2 separate regions of the Mus musculus genome follow, and region 2 is linked to region 1. The links are chromatin contacts, called in public promoter capture Hi-C maps. All regions are on one chromosome and are shown on one strand. The core of a region is the stretch at or near the end of the contact, and the rest is flanking DNA. Distances in the headings are between cores, read along the strand shown.

What was found. Promoter capture Hi-C pulls out the DNA fragments that hold promoters and counts their contacts.
Region 2: a promoter capture Hi-C map of embryonic stem cells shows a contact between it and region 1. The contact joins the promoter of B230323A14Rik here to the promoter of Anxa2 in region 1. A contact is called at or near these places in 2 of 39 promoter capture datasets (cranial neural crest and embryonic stem cells) and 3 of 484 Hi-C or Micro-C datasets (all in embryonic stem cells).

Annotation. Positions count from the first base shown.
Region 1 is chr9:69,452,396-69,455,095 of GRCm38.p6, reverse strand. Anxa2 (annexin A2) reads right to left here and starts at 1,413. Exons shown (of 13, transcript NM_007585.3): 1 at 1,357-1,413.
Region 2 is chr9:69,759,776-69,762,475 of GRCm38.p6, reverse strand. It overlaps B230323A14Rik (RIKEN cDNA B230323A14 gene), which reads right to left and starts at 1,330. Exons shown (of 5, transcript NR_040765.1): 1 at 1,264-1,330. Foxb1 (forkhead box B1) reads left to right here and starts at 1,536. Exons shown (of 2, transcript NM_022378.3): 1 at 1,536-1,928; 2 at 2,176-2,700. The coding sequence starts at 2,230.

The DNA.
Region 1 (2,700 bases), core at 164-2,663:
TGCAGACCCACCTAATTATACTCCTGAGTGTTTCAGGCTGAGGATCTTGAATTCCAAGAGTTTATGGTTGCTTTTAAGGGCTGGAGTTGAATATGGCATAATAGTTCACACATGAATAGCTTTTTCAAGTTCTGGGAATGAAGTTCAACCTACTACGGTACTCTACCAATTACCAATAAGCTTGATCGTGATCATAAGCTCATGGTTTTTTTCTTTTCTCTCTCTCTCTCTCTCTCTCTCTCTCTCTCTCTCTCTCTCTCTTTTTTTTTTTTTTTTTTTTTTTTTGGTAGTTGGGTTTTTCCCCCTACAGGAATCTCACTTACTATGTAGCTCAGGTCGGATTCAAAAGGGATCTTGCTGCTCCAGTCTTCTGAGTGTTGAGATTACGGCTCTGTCTCAAGTAACAGTTATTTTGTTGCCTTTGCTTTGCTTTTACATTTGCATGACACTGTTTCAGTACGCTTTATTTAGCTATTTTTGAATGAACTTGTTTTCGGAAACCTTCAATAACTCAGTGTGAGTGGCGCTATCAACAGCAGAGTTCGGAAACCACTTTCATAGATAAAGAAACTTCTCCAACCACAGCCCTCCGCGCCAGCTTTGGAACCTGAGGCCCAGGAACCACGCCCTTTTCTATAGACCCTATCAACTGATTCATGGTGGCATCAGCACAGTCAAGGCAACGTTCCCTACAACCACCCGGGGACACTTCCTTCTGCACACATTCTAAGCGAGCCACAAACTCCCCAGAAGAAATGAAGTCTGAGGTCGCTGACCTAGCAGACAATCTAGCGTTCATGACGAAGACTGAGTTGAGATTGTAAAGAAGGGCACCCAGTAGTCAAGACTTGAGGTTCTGGTGCCCCCTGGACCTCCCCCAGGTACCCTGCTCCGACTCCACAAAGGCACGTCCCTCAGTTGCAAGGAAATTCACCTGAAATTGCAGAAGTTACGGTCCAGAGTGAGAGAACGCAGTGCGGAAAGCGAAGTGGGACTTCTCACTGCTGGGCCGGAGGCTCCCCCAGCGGCCACACCCAGTCCCCCTCCTGACATCTAGCACGTCTGGAATGCCGCCCCCTCGGCTCCCCGCCCCACAAAGGGTCTCCCCGTTCCGAGGAAACCTCAAGGGGAAGCACGCCCCGACCCCTGCGCCCCGACCCCTCAGGAGAGTGGCATGCAAAGAGCACGGTCACTTGCGGGACACTTTGCAACTCTGTTGCAGGGCCTCGCAGATCACCGGGTGGAGTGGGTCCCTCTCCGTGCCTCCCGGGGTCCCCATCGCCGGAGCCTGCCCGCTCCCCGTTCAGCACCGCAACCCCGAGGCCATAGCGGGCGACCGGGCCGCGCCCCACTTACCTGGGCCGGGCACGTATCGCTGAGAGCCTCCCTTGAAGCGGAGCAGCCCGGCTGGGCTGGGTGGGGCTTTTATACCCGCCCCATCCTCCCAGCGCGAGGCCGCCCCACATCCCCTCCCTCCCCGGCCTGTTCCCACCCTGCTGGGTGACTCATCCAACTTGGAACGTAGCCCAAGCCCAGTCCTGCCCTACGTGACAGCTCCACCGCCTCCCCAGGCCCTACAAGTATCCACCCATTTCCCCCGCCCAAATCCCCTTACTCCTAGAGTACAGGGCCCTGCTCAGGCTGGCTCTGGGTTATTAAGATTTCAGCTGCTTGGCTTGCCCAACTCACTTCTTTTGCTTTTAAAAGGCTTCTAGGCAGCGAGGTAATGGAGGGTAGAATTGTTTCAAGGCGCATATATTTGGATTCCTCTGAACTGGGCCGTTGGCACCCAGCTCTCCATCACTGTCTGCAAACATATTAGCTTAACCTCTGGTCACCAGCTGGAGCAGTGTGAGGAGGGTGTTCGCTTGGCCCTGCTTTACACAGTCTACTCCGCCTTGTAAATCAAAGCGGAGAGGCCTCTAACCAGCTAGGGAGACTAAGAGGTAAGGCTAGAAGGTACCTCCTTCCCCCAGTACTCCAATACACCCCAGGTCCTACGGTCTTTTCCTAATTGTAGGTTATTGAAGGTTTTTCCCCCTTCTCATTCCTTGACAAACTGTTTCTCTGGGTCATATTGTTTCTTTTCTAGCTTGCTTTTCCAGGAAACAACGCAGTAGTGAACTGTGTTTGTGGGTGACTGTTCACACCGCATTAAACTTCAAGCTAGCAAGAGAGCTGGAAATACCTTAAACACTAGTTTTGGTTCTTTTGTTTTGTTTTGTTTTGTTTTGTTTTTGTTTTTCAAGGCAGGGTTTCTCTGTATAGATCTGGTTGTCTGGAGACTAGGCTCGTCTGGAATCAGAGATCTGCCTGCCTCTGCCTCCCCAGTGCTGGAATTAAAAGTGTACACCACCACCGCTGCCCAGTCACACTAGGTCTTTCAACTCCGTCCTTGCAGAGTCTACCTCTCTGCTTTCTCTAGGTTCTAACGATTCTCTTCCATCTAGTTGTGTGTGCTTGTGGTTCACTCGTATCACACGTGGTCACGTGTATCACACATGACCTGCAAGGCGCTGTCAGCCTCTAGGATGCTGTCCCTTCAGAGCACCCACCTTGGCCCAGCTTGTTATTTGAGACAAGGTATCTCTTTGGCCTGGAGCTCACAAATTAGGCAAGATTGGTTGGCCAAAAAGCCTTCTACCTGAACTTGGAACAGAACTCAGGTTCTTAAGCTACAAGATCTTAGGCCACTATCTT
Region 2 (2,700 bases), core at 81-2,580, 310 kb before region 1:
TGTGTGTGTGTGTGTGTGTGTGTGTGTGTATGTGTGTGTGTGCGCGCGCTCGGAAGCTGAAAGGTTTTCTTGCTATTCACAGACTAATGCTCTACTGTCACTCAAAGTGTAACAAACGTCACACTACAACTATCAGTCTGCTCCTATGGGGGAGGGGGAGGAAGAAAGAAAAAAGGAAAAAGAGGTTTTCGGAGTTTAAAGACAGTTCTGTTAGGCTGTAGGTATTAAGTATTTAACCTAGTGGCATGGGGTTCTTTTTAAAACCACAAAGGCCCCCGGAAAGCGCTGAAAAGCGTGGAACTCCTGGCTTGTACTCATTGCGTGCAAGCCGAAGGGTTGAGTCGCGGTTTATTCCCTAACAGTTTGATGAAGACGGCGACGACGAAGAAGAAGATGATGATGATAATGATACTAATGATTCATTTAATCCTCACAAGGCAAATATGAACTCGAAGGAGCCCGCTATTCTCTCCAGGCCTGGTGCCACGTGCCCCCCCCCCCCCCAAAAAAAAAACCTCGCTGGTCTCAGCAGGCACTGTTTGTCTTTTCATGGAGTTCTAAACTCTAAAGAAACTATTCCCATGTAAAAAGGGGGAGGGGTCTGCAAAATGCTGACCCGCTAACTTCCAAGAAACCTCAGACTTCGCAAGCACCTGGAAAAAGGAGACCCGGAAGCCATAGCGTACATTGGACAAACTCCCGCCCTCCCCAGGCCCACACGCTGCCTTGCCTCAATTTACCCTGAACGTCCTTGTGCCCATTAAATCTCTGAAAAACGTATTAAAGCAGAACCTAATACATTCATCCATTCTTTTCAAAGAACAAAAAACAAAAAACAAAAACCCCAAACTTACCTTGGCCTGGAGAGATGGCTCAGCCGTTAAAGGCTAGGCTCACAACCAATATATATATATTGAATATATATATATTCAAAACGGACTTATCCACCCAGCTGTCCAAATATATCTATCTATATGCGTCTATTAACTTTACCACCTTTTTAAAGCGACAGACAAATTTCTACCTGCCTCTTGCAGGACTGGGGGTGGGATTGCGAGGTAGGTTTCCATTTGAACAACCCATCCAATCAACCCCGCGCAGTGGCAACCAAAGTAGAAAGGTCGCCCTTCAGGAGAAAGCCTGTGCTATAAGTTAGCTAACAATACAAACCCGACACAAAGCAAAGGAAACAGAATACCCCAGCCGAGCAATTTCCATGTCAAACACCACCGGCGCGGCAGATAGCTCAGAGTGAGTGGTCACCTGCCAGCCGGCTCCGCGCGCTGCTCCGCTCATACCTTCCCATTGCGCACACCGGTAGGCGCTGCCCGCTCCCCGCGGGCGGCAGAGGCTCTTCCCGGTCTCCCAGTCTTCGGCTGGAAGTGATTCCTATTGGCCAAGGTGTCCATGTAAATAGGTGTGAAAGAAACCAGCGCTGGCCAGGCTCTCTCTCCTCTCCCTCAGTCCCCTCCCTCTGCAGCCCCCGCTCCCCCTCCTTTTCCTCCTCCTCCCAAGGCGATTGTCATACGATAGCTAAGAAGTGGCACATTAATGAAGCGCCGCTACAGGGGTCTTTTCTGCTCCTGTCACCGCTTAAAACTATCAGATGGTTCGAGGGTGGACATGGAGGCAGCCACCTAGCTCAGCGGAACCACGAACACCACAGCAGCGTCCTCTGGATCCCTGAGGCGGCGTCTGCCACTGTCCTCACGGGCACTCCGCAGCCGAGTTCGGTCTCCCAGCAGGGCGCACGACCCACGAGCGCGCTGCGCAGCCCGCGGAGAGGAGCTCTACCGGGCTGAGTCCAAGCCTAGCTGGCAGCGAGTCTCACTGCTCCCCGACGCTGCGCTCCGGTCGCGCGCAGGGAGGGACTCGGCCACCAGCCACGCCATCCCGGATGCGGACCGGCAACTTGGAACAACTTTAAGGTGAGCATCTATCTCTCTGTCCCCTCCCCTGAATCCAGGTCCTACCTACTTTCCTGCAAACCTCTCTGCTGCTCTCGGTCTTCCCCTCTCCACTTCCCCTAGCTGAGTCTTACCCAGTTTGGTGCGCAAAGTTGCTGGCACCCGAATCCCCTCTTCCCCACCCCCTATATCTGTGACTCGGCCTGAGTGACCTCGCCAGTGTCTCTGCACCTATGCTGCCCTTCTCCATCACCTCCCCCCTTCTCAGATTCGACCAGTCCTCCGGGCCGCGCGGACCCTGAGCAAGTGGCCAAGCAAGAAGATGCCTCGGCCGGGCCGCAACACGTACAGCGACCAGAAGCCGCCCTACTCATACATCTCGCTGACCGCCATGGCCATCCAGAGCTCTCCGGAGAAGATGCTGCCGCTCAGCGAGATCTACAAGTTCATCATGGACCGCTTCCCCTACTACCGGGAGAACACGCAGCGCTGGCAGAACAGCCTGCGCCACAATCTCTCCTTCAACGATTGCTTCATCAAGATCCCGAGGCGGCCAGACCAGCCGGGCAAGGGCAGCTTCTGGGCGCTGCATCCCAGCTGCGGGGACATGTTCGAGAACGGGAGCTTCCTGCGGCGTCGCAAGCGCTTCAAGGTGCTCAAGTCAGACCACCTGGCGCCCAGCAAGCCGGCGGACGCCGCGCAGTACCTCCAGCAGCAGGCTAAGCTGCGGCTCAGCGCGCTGGCCGCCTCGGGCACGCATCTGCCGCAGATGCCGGCCGCTGCGTACAACCTG